Regions from separate parts of the Sus scrofa genome. Here all the other regions are linked to region 2. A link is a contact called in public Hi-C data. All regions are on one chromosome and are shown on one strand. Each heading gives the region's core, a stretch centred on a gene start, on an enhancer-like site or on the middle of the called end of the contact. The rest is flanking DNA. Distances are from core to core; before and after follow the strand shown.

Region 1 (4,067 bases), core at 997-3,496, 370 kb before region 2:
ATACACACCCACGCATATGTATCTAAAAGCACACACATATAGAAACATTCTCTATGACAAAGGAAACAGTTCAAACCAGTTGAGAAATGTTGGACAGTTCAATAAATGGTGTGAAAACAAGTGGCTATTCATGCGACATAAATACCTAGGTAGACTCCTACGTAGCTCTTTACCTAATATCAGTCACAAAAATAGCTTCCTGAATTATTAAAGCATCAAATATCAAAGAAGTAAAAACGTCAAATAATTAGAAGGAAACACAGAGAAATATCTAACATGGAGGTAAGTCAGGCTTTCTAAACACAAGTGCTGTATGGGAACCAACAAAACACTGGATGACAAAGCTAGATAAGAGACATTTTCAAAATATGTAACAAGAAATATTCATGATGAGAAAAAGACAAGAGCATATAAAAATGTCTATAAATCTATAGGTAAAAGACTAAATAAACAAGCCAACAGAAAATGACTTAAGGATTTGAACTGGCAATTCCCAGGAACAGAAGAATAAACCCGACAAGGCACATCGAAGGGTCTTTGCTATCAGTGGTAATCAGGAGGCAAAAATGGAAGCAACTTAAGATGCTGTTTTCACCCAAAGGGTTACCATGAGTTAGGCAAATGCATATCAGTCTGGAGTGTGGGTGATGGAAAGGGGCCTTGCTTGAACTGACCTAATGGAAGGACTGTCAGTGAGGACAGCCTTACCCAGGGGTTTTTAACCAGCCAGCAAATGCACATCTCACATCTGTGGATGACAATTGCTGCATCTGCAGTTCCAAGCAGGACCTGCTGGCGAGGACTAGGAGGCATACACCTGCAGGCTGGGCATGACCCAGAACTGCAGCCTCAAGTCAGGGCACCAGGGCCTGGAGTCAAGGCAGGAACTTGACCCTTTCCACCGGCTGCAAGATTGATCCAGGAGAACATAGAAAATACGGTTCCCAGTAAGTGCTGTGTCTCTGTGTCCTGGCCTAGCTTCACCCTCTCCCATCCCCACCCACAAATCAGACCCCTATGTCTGCTCATGAAAATGTAAGGCAGAGGGACGAGAGACCTGCAGCTCTAAGAACTGCTGAGGATGCTGCTGGCCATTTACAACCAGACCTTAAAGCCCTACCTGAGAAGAGCCTTGACCCCTGCCTTCTGCCAGGTCTGCCCTCTCAGGAGGTGATTCCAAAGATCCTTTCTCAAAGGATCCTTTCCCCAACCCCCTGTCCCACTCTCCTCACTATGAAGCTTTATTTAGAGCCTTAGTACAAGAGGCCCTGACACGGCACCCACCATGTATATTGTCTATGTTCCTCTAGAATCATTGTTGATGCCCCCAGAGAAAAGCCAAATTGCAGGCTCCTTCAGGGCGTATTTGCCTGACTTATGAGATTTACTTAGAGTCTATGAGTGCCTTCACTGGGGAGTGAGGGTTCTATGTTCATAGAGGTTTGCAGGACTTCTCAGAGCCTTTAGTAAGCAAATACCCACTGCAAGCACATTGACCACAAACCATCAATTATAAGACATGGAACCCACCATATTCCATGCTCCTCTGAGCATGGAGCCTGTTATTCTCTCTAGAGAACTCTCCTAGGACCAAGGGCTATGTGGAAAACACTTTTAGAAACCCGAGGAGGGCAGAAACCACTTCCAAATCTGAGCCAAATCCTGGCTCATCTTTTACCTATATGAACTTGGGTATGTTTGGGCCTTAATTTACTTGAATGAAAAGGGAAATGTTAACCATATCTAACAGGTGGTATATTTTTCTTCCTTATTTTCATATATATTTGGAAACATTAATTCTTAAATTACTTCTTAAATTTATGACTAGTATGTTTAGGATGTTAAGTAAAAATTCAAAGCCTTCCCCAACCCCCTACCTCCATCTCTCAAAAACCTGAGACCCTTGTTTTGCACAGCCTTTTAGAACTTCCATGTGAACATTTAAAAATGGAAAACAAAGATTGATGCTTGGCTCACAAGCCAGGACATCGATGACCTCCAGTTCTGGTGGCTGCTATGAAGAGGTGAAGGCAGTGGATATGCCCAACTTTGAGGTTGGCACATGACGGGATCCCCATAAATACCAGTTCAAAGCGAGCTCCTGCCTTTGGGCTGGGCTGCGCTCAGGGGGCCCTGTGCCAGTTGCTTTCAGAGTTGATGACTTCCAGAAGTCACTGCTCTGTGCTAATTCAGGAAGAAATTGATAGCTGCCAAGCTCCAGCCCTTGGAGCCTCTGAAAGCAAACAAGTGTGGAAGAGATGTGTGTCCAGCCTCTCTGAGTGGCCACAAGGCTCAGAGCAGCGCCTTTATCTGCCTGGGGCCAAACCACTTTCCTGCTGGTGCTGCCAAAAGAAATCTCCGTCCAGGGGAATGGGAGTAAGAGCAGGAAGGAGGAGGAGGCATGGAAAGGGTTCCAGCACCACCACTGGCCAGGCTCCCCCCTCCTCTCCATCAAGTTCTCTCCGACTCTTGACCAGCCAAGCTCGGAAGAACTCCTCATGGATTTTTACCCTGTCAAATTACTCCTTTACAGAAAAATGCTGCTGCAGATGGGCAAGTCCCCACAAAATCATGCCAGGGACTCTTTAGGGCAGATCCTGCTGCTTGGCATAATCAGCCCTTATTACCGTAGCGCTGAGGGGTGTCGGCTTGCCAGAGGCCCGCTTTTAATGAACTTTACCATCCAAAGTTGGCCGAGAGAAGGCAAGTCAGATTTTGCCAATCAATTGGAATTGATTACTTCTCGAAAGCCAAGCCTCAGCTTGCAGGAAACACACACAAACACACCCAATATTTGGGGGTTAGTTTGATTTCCTGAGAAAAAGGAGTTCTTGGCAGCCTGAGATAATGATGGATCAGCCTTTGCAAAATCCCCAGGACACTGGGGCTTTTTGAGGGAGCCTGCGCAGGCAGAGTAAGCTTTGGCAGCCTTGGAGTTCAGGCCAGGCCTCTGCCTGGAACGCCTTTTTTTTTTTTTTTTTTTTTTTTTTTTGTTTTTTAGGGCCACACCCATGGCATATGGAGGTTCCCAGGCTAGGGTTCCAATCGGAGCTATAGTTGCCGGCCTATACCCCAGCCACAGCAACTTGGGATCCAAGCCTTGTCTGTGACTTGTACCACAGCTCACGGCAACACAGGATCCTTAACCCACTGAGCAAGGCCGGGGGTCAAACCCACATCCTCGTGGATGCTAGTAGGTTCGCTAACCACTGAGCCACAACAGGAAGTTTTTTTAAGTTCATTACCCTTCCATCCATTCATGTATAGAACTCAACAGCACTGATGGAGATTGATTATCCAGGTGTGGAGCCAGGCTCTGGAATTTCAGAGATACACCTGTCGGCAGGTAGAGACCAGGCTTTCCTGGAGGAAGGCAGAGGTGCCATAGGAACTCGGGGGAGGGAGGGCCAGGCTGGGCTGCATCCTGCAGGATGAGGGTGCATTCTCCTGGGGAACAAGAGAGGGGAGAGATGCTCTCTTTGCCCTCCAAGCTTTCACAGCGGCTGTCCTTCCACCTGGAAATTTCTAGTCCCTGCCACAACCACCCTCATCTTTACCAGAAAAACTTAATACATCCTCTGTCTTAGCTTGTGAGAGCATCTCTTCATGGAACATGAGCCCCTCGATGAGAAGGGCCCAGCTTGTTCCCTGCTCTACAGGGGTTAGGACAGCACCTAGCACAGTATCAGGCACACAGGAGGTGCTCAGTGACTGCTTACTGAATGTGGAGTTTCTGAATGGTCTTAGACCAGAGAGGTAAAGGGCTGCCCCTGGAATACAGCAGGAAGATGGCTGGGGACATGGGGGTGGCATCTACTGAGGACCCACTCTGCAGACAGCCCAGTCCCGGACACCCTGCATGCATTGTGGGAGTGGTGAGTGAGGGCAAGTGGTGTCTCTGGAAGGGGAGCCCTGCAGACAGAGAAGGGTTGGGGAGCAGAGCCAGGGCTGAGCCCTCACATCTTGGCTTCCTGCCCCTTTAGCCCCATCCACTCTTCAGAGCACCAGGCCCCCGTCTGCAGTGAAGGGGGCCCTTCATCAACATCTCCAGGCTGAGAGAGGACCTC
Region 2 (4,677 bases), core at 1,341-3,840:
GAGAGGGAACCAAGACACCCAGCCCTGGCCCTGTGGAGGAGAGACAGGAGTTTGTCTGCATTACTAGGCGGATACTGGTGCCATTTTCTAGACTCTAAAGAAGTAACCCTCTTGAGAGGGAAAGGGATTGGGTTGTGTCATGGACACACTGAGTTTGAAGAGCCTATAAGATGTCCAAGCAGAATGACCAAGGAGCCATTGGTCCTTGGCTCTGCAGTTTGGGGGTCTGAAGCAGAGCGGCGAGGAGGAAGCCAGAAAGGCCTGGACAGTCCTGAGTGGAGGTGGTGGAAAGGACCTGGTGGGTGCCCCTCCCAGGGGAGCACAGATGCTCAAAAGGAGCAAAAGAGTCTGAGAAGCCAGGAGGAAACCAGAGCGAATGAGTCCAACGGCGCCAAGAGGTCAGGTAGGATAAAGCTCACTGAAGATCCTAATGAGAAGACTGCCAGTGCAGGTCCAGCAGGCACAGTGTGAGAGTGGAGGCGAGGCAACAGGCAGGAGCTGGACGGGCAAGTGGGGGAAGAATTACATTTGGGTTTTGCTAGGATGGAGAGACTTGGTATGGTTCAAGGTTGTTGAAAAGGAGAGTAAGTTATGAAGAGAGCAAGGTCTAGGAAGAAAAAGATGGCCAAGCCCAGGCAAGCAGGCATGTGGAGTAGAGCCCCCACAGACTCACTCATGGCAGGAGAAGATGCTGTTTGGCCCGTGTCGGGAAGGAAGAAGGACCGGGTAGCTGGGAAAGCTTCTGGGTCTGCAGGTAGCTCTCATTTGCCGTCAGGAGGCGTTTCTCACAAAGATCCAGGACAGAGGAAGGAAATGGAGGAAGGAGACTTTCCGCAGACAGGTGACGGGCCCACAGGACAGAGCTGGTGAGCAGCAGAGCCAGATTCGAACCCAGATCCATGCATCTCCAAAATCTCTCCTCTGCATCCCACACGCCAGGAAGACAGATGGAAGTGGCTTCATTGCCCGCCCCCACGCCCCCCAGATCCTTTTGCTGAGTTTCTTTTTAAAAATGAGCTCTCATTTGGGAGGGATAAAGAAAAGCCAGGCCAGCTCTGTCATCCTGCGGCTCCGGCTCTGAGGAGGGTGGGAGCCCGGGGAATTAGCAGGGTTTCTGGCATTTCCTTCGAGCAGGCTGGAGTCTGCAGGGCCTTCCCCGGCGAATGAGGACGCAATTCATAAACACGAGACTTGCAGGGGAGAGCCGTGAATCTCGGGGGCCCTGCTAATTAAAAAGCCCGTATTACATTACTTCCTCAAGGACTCATCTTCTAATTTTTAGGATTATAGTACATTGATTAATTTATACAAGTTTTTAATCCCTCAGTGCTTAATGAAGTCCAGGAACATGGGAACAGGAGCATAATTGAGCTTCATATTATTTTATTAGGGAGAATGATGGCCCAGCGTGTGGGGGAGAAGTTTGTGAGGGTGGAGAGGCTGCATCCGTGCTCTTAACCAACTGCTCTTCAAATGCCAGCAGGGACACTCTCTTGGGGCAGACATGGAGCGAGTTCATCTCTCTAAGCCAGGTTGCTCTGTGGCTCCCAGTGGCCTGTGTAGAAAAGCACCTCGTCTTGGTAGGGAGTGCAGCGCCCACCATGCATGACCCCTGCCACGGCAGCTCCCCTCGCCCCACGCTTCTACAACGCACTTGCTTCAAACTGTCCCACTGTGCTCCTGCTGTGCCATCTGCCACCAAGGCCCTTCCCTGACACAGGCTCATCTCTTAATTCAGGCTCAAGGGTCACCTCCTCTGGGGAGTCTTCCCTGAACCAGTGCCCTGCTGACAATGGAGCAGAAGGCCTTGCATCTCCAGGGAATCCCAGATTTTTCCAAATCAAGATCACTTCCGGGAGTTCCCGTCGTGGCACAGCAGAAACGAATCCGACTAGGAACCATGAGGTTGTGGGTTCAATCCCTGGCCTCGCTCAGTGGGTTGAGGATCCGGCATTGCTGTGAGCTGTGGCTTAGGTCGCAGAGGCAGCTCAGATCCCGCGTTGCTGTGGCTGTGGTGTAGGCGGGCAGCTGGAGCTCCAATTAGACCCCCTAGCCTGGGAACCTCCATATGCTGCGGGTGGGGCCATAAAAAGACAAAAGACAAAAAGAAATCACTCCTAAATTTTCTGCAGGCTCTTAGGTCTCAACCTGGGGAGTTTCTACCCTAAGGGAATTTACTTTGTTTCTTGGGATGACTTCAAGGCCAAAACACCTCACCACGGACAAGGTGACTGACAAAGGGGGTTGACAGGCGACAGCTGAGGGAGATCCCCCCGCCCCCCAGCACATCACCTCCCCATCACCAGGGTTTGCAAAAGGCCTGAACTCAGGGCCAGCAGACTTTTGCCCCCTCCCTGGCTCTCTCTCTAATCCTGTCTGACCCTGAGCGAGTTCCCTTCCCTAGACTTCGATTTCCCCAGCTGCCATCTCAAGGCAAGGGACCTAATCCTGGCTCCTGGGACCCTCTCCTGCAGGAACTCCATTCAAGACTTCCAGAACTCCCCACAAATCCTCTGGCTTCCGGTCCCGTGCCCTGGAGTTTGGTTCCCCCCGCCCTCTAGAGGCCATACCTAGAATTGCAGTTGTAAGACCAAAGGTGGCAGCAGCCAGCACTTCCTGAGTCTGGAAGATTCCAGCAGGAATCCTTCACCCCAGAGAGCTGACCCCGCTCTGGTTCCTAAGAAAGCAGAGCCCAGACTCTGCGTTACAGTCCGATTCTGGCTTTCTCTATCCATTCATCCTGCTGAAAAGACACAAATCTCTCTCTTTCTTTTTGTCTCTGGTTCCCTCCTCCCCGTGGAGAGAAAGGGAAGTTCATAAATGACAGCTTCAAACCAGCAAGAGGGTAAAAGAGATTTCCTGGAGCTCTTGGTGCCCCTAGAGGCACAGCTCACCCAGCTTTATTCATCAGGGAGAATGCCTGGTGGCCTGGCCTCTCCCTTAACCTTTCTCCAAGCAGTTTCTTGCTCCCACAGAAACCCCTCCAGGGGATTTTTTTTTTTTTTTTCAAGGAAACTGATTGCTGCCTAAAATCCTTCTGCCATGAGATTGGTGGGAAAGGAATTTTGCGCTTAAGAAAGAATCCAAATCCTGAACCTTGACTCAAGGTCAAATAATTCTATGCCTTTGTTTTGCAGATGAGGAAAGTGAAGCAGAGAGAGAGAGAAAGTAACCCTGAAAGAACAGATCCAGGGTCCTGACCCCCAGTCCATATTAGACCCCCAAATTCTGTACTTCCTGCTTCCGAAAAGTTTCTAAACAAAGATCCTGAAATAAATCAGGCCTCCATCCAGGGCATTCTATGTCCAAAGGGAAGCAGAGCGTACCCAGCAAAGAGTTGGAGGGAGCATCTGTCCACAGGACCATCTTCCAACTGGGGGGGGGGGGTTCAATCCCAGCCAGGGTTTGCAAATGCATTCCCAGATTCTCTGTCATTATAATAGCAAAACTGCCTGTTTGCCACACTGCAGCGCACCCCTCCCCTTGGCGCACATAGGGACCAGGGTCCCCTGCAGAGAGCCCTTTATCCTGGGATAAGGGGCACCCCCTTGCCCATCGCTCACCAAACACTCGTGGGGAACCTGGTGTAAACCATTCATAGATGACATGCTTCTGGGGTGAGGTTTCAAACGGAACGGAGCAGCTTCATTGCTGTGAACTACTGAAAGTCAGCCCTCAACAAACAAACTGCCTGTTTCTGTTTTATTCCTTAAAAACCAACAATCGAAATTATCAGTGAAATGCAGGGGGGTTTGGCTTTAAAGCAGAATGGGTCAAAAGCCTTCCAACGGCAGGCCCCTGTGCAGAGGTCGCCAGGGGTCAGCGGGCCATGGGGCCCAGGTCCCTTCCCTATGGGATGTTGGGACACGTGAGCAGTGCCAAGGGAGGATAATCTTGCAAATTCACCTGCAAAGCCTCTCAACCAGGTCTAGAAACTGCAGTCACCTGAACAGAATTCTAAAGGAACGGATCAAGACGTCTCGACAACTTCAAAAGTCATTTTCTAAAGAGAAGAGGGAGGAACTGTTCTGTCCAATTGACTTTTTGTGTTTATTAGAAATAAAAAAACATCTACAGCCAAGCTTTCTTATTAGTGGAGACAGGCTTGCAAACCCTCTCTCTTGTTGAGTTTTGGAAACAGAACACTAAATTTACTCTTAAAAGAACGGTTTTCATTTTAAGAGGCATTTCGGTTATGTCAAATGTCAGGTCTTGAAAACAAGGTATGCCTGTTTCTTATGCTGTAATGTACAGTCAAATTTTGGATCCTGTTAAATATACATTAGGTCCCAAATCCAAACAGGATATCAAATGTCAATTTTTAATCGAGCTGCCAACAAATCAAGCTTTTTCATACTTTGTGAAGCATCATTTGTCACATATGCATTGGAGAAAGGTCAAAATTGGCCTGTTTTTATATTATGAATATTATTTACAATTTGCTTTAAAATAGTTTTAAAATCCAATTTTAATAATATGCTGATTTAAAACCACTTCTTACCAAAAATCACATTTTTAGCTTTTACCACATGAAAATGCTGCCTTAAAAAGTCATTTAAAATTTCATGAGCAGTTTTTTGAGTTTATTTCTTACTGTGGAGAAAATACTCAAGCCAGCAAACACTGGGAAGTGCAGATCTAGATGAACTCACCTGCAAAGATCTCCTAGCAAAACCA
Region 3 (4,539 bases), core at 494-2,993, 440 kb before region 2:
GTGTTTATAAACTAATGACAGGCTCTTAAACATTCCTTTAGCAATAAGAAGTTTCCAAGACAGTACACTATATTCTGCTTAGGAGAGTTCAGCTTAACCAAATCTATATAAACAGCTCGTACAGCAAAGAGAGATGAGATCTCTGGGAACAGGAAACTCCAGAGCACAGATTTGGAGCCACAAACATGTCTTCTCTCGGGGCAGCAAGTGGGGTGAGCCTGGGCAGAGTAGCAAAGCTTCCAGAAGTTCTGGTCTCCCTCTGCATTTTTTCTGCTGCCTAGCCTGCTAGATACAAAGGCCTAGCTTCTCCAGTTCTTTCATGAAGTTTCTAAATAGGTTACTAGTTCATGGGCTGGCGTTTGGTGCTCTTGTCCATCCAGCAGCTCAGGGTAACCCAGATCAGTCCAGCCTGTGTGAGGCGAATTCAATGAACATGGAAATTGCCTCCAAGTCGTCTATGCCTCCAGCGCATACTCAGGCTCTCCAGACACTCCCGATTTGGGTACCTTCTGCATGAGCCCGAAAGCCAACCCCTTGGAGCGTGCTAGCAGCCCCGCCTTCTCCCTTCTTGCCTGTATTATCTCAGGAGATTTCTGACTCTTTAGGTCAGCCCAACAGCCTTCTTTTTTTTTTTTTTTTTTTTTTTTTTTGGTCATTTCTCATCATTGAGATCTATAAATATTAATTACAAGCCTCATATTTTAAAACTCCTTTGAGCATATTAACTATTTAGCCACATAAATCAATCCGAAACTGATCTTAGTGGTTCATCATACTTTCACAAGTTCCAGAACTTTCTATTTTAGCTCCCACTCTTCACTGCTTTTACCACCAAAGTTATTTAATCCTTTTTCCATCTACTCAGCCCTTCTTTAGATAAAAGGGACAGAAAGGGAAGGATGGAGAGAGGGAGGAAGAGAGAGAAAGAAATGGGGAGAAGGAAAGGAGGGAAGAGGAGGACGAAGAGGTTAAGAGAGAAGAAAGGAAGGAAAAGAGGTGAGAGGGAGAAACACCACACAAACCAGAAGATCAGGGACCTACTTCTGATTCTCTAACTGGCCCTGGGAGTCTTGAGTGTGTCATTTGGCCTCTCTGAGGTTGGCTTGGTTTAGAAGCTGTCTCTAGCATCTTCTAACTGGCATGTTTTCCCCCTACAGTAAGATTTAGCGTTTTCTCTCTTGGTTAACAGATCATCCTTCTAAAAGGACGCCAAGGGAGTTCCTGTTGTGGCTCAGCAGTTTATGAACACAACTAGCATCCATGAGGATGCAGGTTTGATCCCTGGCCTCCCTCAGTGGGTGAAGGATCCAGCATTGCCATGAGCTCTGGTGTAGGTCACAGGTATGGCTCGGATCCCACATTGCTATGGTTGTGGTATAGACCAGCAGCTGTAGGTCCAATTCGACCTGGAAACTTCCATATGCTGTGGGTGTGGCCCTAAAAAGTAAAAAAAATTAAAAATAAATAAAAGGACCCTACGGTAGCACCAAGGTTGCTTTGTACCTCTTTTCTTAAGTATTCACCCAAGCAAATCAAGGAATCCGATATTCCTGACCAAGAGGGGTCCCCAGCTCTTCCTTCGAGATTCCCTGGGCACACAGGCTCTGTGGGAGCTTCTATGCAGCCCACTGCAGGGACTGCACCTCCTAGTTACATGAAAACCACTGAGCCACCCTAGAAGGGCCTGGGGATCCTAATGGCATTGATTGTTTTGCACCAGCTCTCTCAAGAAGGATGGGAGCAGAGCCAGGGGAAATGGGGAGGTGGATAATAGAAGGCCTAGTAGAGCAGAGTCAGGCTGGCCACGGCGTGAAAAGCAGCCCCTGCAATATTTCTGACATGAAGCCAGCAGCCTCAGCGCCCTGAGATCCACTTCCCTCACCTGTAGAGAGGCTTCTCCACACTTATGCTTCATCTGATTGTTATCCAGAACAAAAGAGACGCTGCTACATACAACACATACCATTCACACCCGACTCGTGTTAGTGTTCAATACATGTAAGCTTTTATTATTACCATATTTCCTCCATTCTCAGACACCATCGATCGGAAGTCAAAGCATCAATTTAATCACTTCTCAAGGGGAAGAACAATATATTAACCACACATTCCCTTTTTAAGACATCACAATTTCAACAATATTAAAAGGTGAAAAGAAATGTGTCTTAAAAATCAATGAACTCTGGTCTTATTACTGTCACATTTGGGAACCGTTTTAAGTCATTGGCTTGTTTACTTGCCTTTCTCCTGTTTTGTCTGGCTTCCCCCAAGAAGACACAGAAGTTCCATGCAAACAAAGGAGTAACTCTTCATTGCTGGGCTCCCAGTGCCTCGTACTGGCAGCAGATAAATGTTTGTGTGATACGATGGTTCTAGGCCATCCTCATATGAGGGAATTGCTGATGAAAACCATGCAAATGTGGCCACTGGTTCACATAAGAAACTTTCTCGCATGTCTTTCTAAATCCACTCAACTTAGTTCCCTATAAGCCTTGGGAGAAGGGTTTGTTTGTATTTGTCGAGAATTGGTATTTTCCTTGAACTGCACACACAAGGAATGGGGAGGAAAGCAGACAGCAAATGCAGGGCCTCTACCATAACCCCTGATACAGGCGTAGCCGTCATAACTCACACTTGAAATTGAATACAAGGCAAGGGTAGAGTACGGGTCCCAGTCAGCTTAAAATATGCTTAAAACATGCATGTCCTTAGGATCTATAGATATGCATCAGATATTAATAAACATCTGTTCAGAACCAACTAAAATTTCTCCCTTCAACTTGCAAACTAAAAACCAACCAGCCAGAGTTCCCATCGTGGCACAGTGGAAACAAATCCAACTAGGAACCACGAGGTTGTGGGTTCCATCCCTGGCCTCGCTCAGTGGGTTAAGGATCCGGCGTTGCCATGAGCTGTGGTGTAGGTGCAGATGCTTCTTCGATATGGTGTTGCTGTGGCTGTGGCATAGGCTGGCGGCTATAACTCCGACTCCATTCCTAGCCTGGGAACCTCCATATGCTGTGGGTGCGGCCCTAAAAAGACAAAAAAAAAATAAAAGCCAACCAACCAACATTAATGTAATCTCTCTAGGGAAAATGACTTTTTAAGTGCCCATTTATAAGCCCAACATCCATTCATTCCATCAGCAAGTATTTATTGAGAGTCTACTGAGTGCCAGGCATGTACCAGGTGCTGGGGGTAAGTGGAAGTCCAGGACGACCTTCAGGCCGAGGAAGATGAATGAGGGAAACCCCGGCACACACGTGTTATGTGGAAAGAGAAATGGCTCATGGCCATTGGGTCCCAAGCTAAGAGGCAGGAATGGTTTTGGAGAGAGCATTAATTTCATCAGAATGACTGGAGGGGGGAGTCTCTGATTTTGCATCACTCCAGCCCTTTCAGAAGATTTCCTGTAGCATCAACCAAATTCCTGGTCAGGGAACCTGTCAGACTCCAGCACAGAGATGCTAAATAATACCTAAAGCCACCACTATTCTTCCGAAACAGAGGGGAGACTGGAGCACAAGAAGCCCCTCCATTGATTCTACAAGAGTTTCAAGAAATTTAAGCATTGAATCTACTTTGTTCTAGGACCCAACTTTTTCAGAGTAAGTCAGATCTGTTACCCGCATCTTCCTAAACCTTTGGGTTATCCATGTACTATTTTAGCACCCTGCAATGCACTTATTTCCACAATCCCAGCCTTCTCCCACCTGCATCTTCCTTATGAAATTTTCAATCAACGAAATGAATTCAATCCAGAAAAGCAAACACATTTTGGATAGAACAGTCTTCTTTTTTAATCAGTTTTCATGTTCCCTACATAAACCAGCAGCTCAGAGGTACTATTTTTGAAAGCATTTTGTAATGGAAGGTTTTACCAAAGTGCTATTTAGTATTATCATTATTATCCTTGTTATTAATAATGATTTATAGAAGACACTGCTATTTAGAGGCTCGGGACACCAAGCCGGATTTGATACTTAAGTCAGCAAAGGTAATAGAAAGAGGAGAGACAAGGGGAGAAATGAAAACAGACTGTCCTGCCTTGGGTAGACATTAACTTCAGGAGCCAAGAAGCAGGGACTGGGAAGAAAAGATTCAGCACAAATGGACCTCAAGAACCAACATTTCCTCCACGAGGACACAGCAAGAGATGCAGCCTGCTGAAACTCACAGAGCCTCGCCAAAGGCTGGGACACCCGGGTGAGTTAACTTCTGAATTGTAGATGTTCCAGGAGAGTTTTCAAAGCAGTTCTACAAACAGGATTGCACTTGACCTTTGAAGGACTGCTGAGAGCCAGGGAGGGTGCTGTAACTTCACACCTCCACTGCTGTCATGCTGGGGAAGTGCAGCACCATGTGACAACATCACAAAGTACCGCCCCAGCCACCCTACTATGTAAAAGGGCAAGTGCCACCAAGAGATGTCAGGGGCTTTCTCATGGGCAGTTCACAGACATCACTGACTAACAGTGCCACTCGGGAATTTTTTTTTTTTTTGTCTTTTGTCTTTTGTCTTTTTAGGGCCACACCCAC

The links. A called contact is a pair of places that touch in the nucleus more often than the background predicts.
Region 1: a Hi-C map of heart right ventricle shows a contact between it and region 2, with 3 times the contacts expected there. The contact joins two enhancer-like sites. A contact is called at or near these places in 2 of 47 Hi-C or Micro-C datasets (embryonic fibroblasts and heart right ventricle).
Region 3: a contact with region 2 is called in a Hi-C map of omental adipose tissue, with 1.8 times the contacts expected there. The contact joins two enhancer-like sites. A contact is called at or near these places in 3 of 47 Hi-C or Micro-C datasets (embryonic fibroblasts and omental adipose tissue).

Annotation. Positions count from the first base shown.
Region 1 is chr6:26,571,980-26,576,046 of Sscrofa11.1, forward strand. All of the region lies in intron 7 of LOC102162742 (a long non-coding RNA gene), which reads right to left. Among named protein-coding and RNA genes, the nearest start is that of CDH5, 530 kb to the right of the region's middle. Within about 2 kb of position 2,247, at least 9 of the 83 cell types and tissues checked have an H3K27ac peak or open chromatin away from gene starts, as enhancers often do.
Region 2 is chr6:26,944,126-26,948,802 of Sscrofa11.1, forward strand. No RefSeq gene overlaps it. Among named protein-coding and RNA genes, the nearest start is that of CDH5, 160 kb to the right of the region's middle. Within about 2 kb of position 2,591, at least 29 of the 83 cell types and tissues checked have an H3K27ac peak or open chromatin away from gene starts, as enhancers often do. A contact at or near this core is called in omental adipose tissue, where this site is marked.
Region 3 is chr6:26,509,013-26,513,551 of Sscrofa11.1, forward strand. The region is part of intron 7 of LOC102162742 (a long non-coding RNA gene); the gene reads right to left. Among named protein-coding and RNA genes, the nearest start is that of CDH5, 600 kb to the right of the region's middle. Within about 2 kb of position 1,744, at least 1 of the 83 cell types and tissues checked has an H3K27ac peak or open chromatin away from gene starts, as enhancers often do. A contact at or near this core is called in omental adipose tissue, where this site is marked.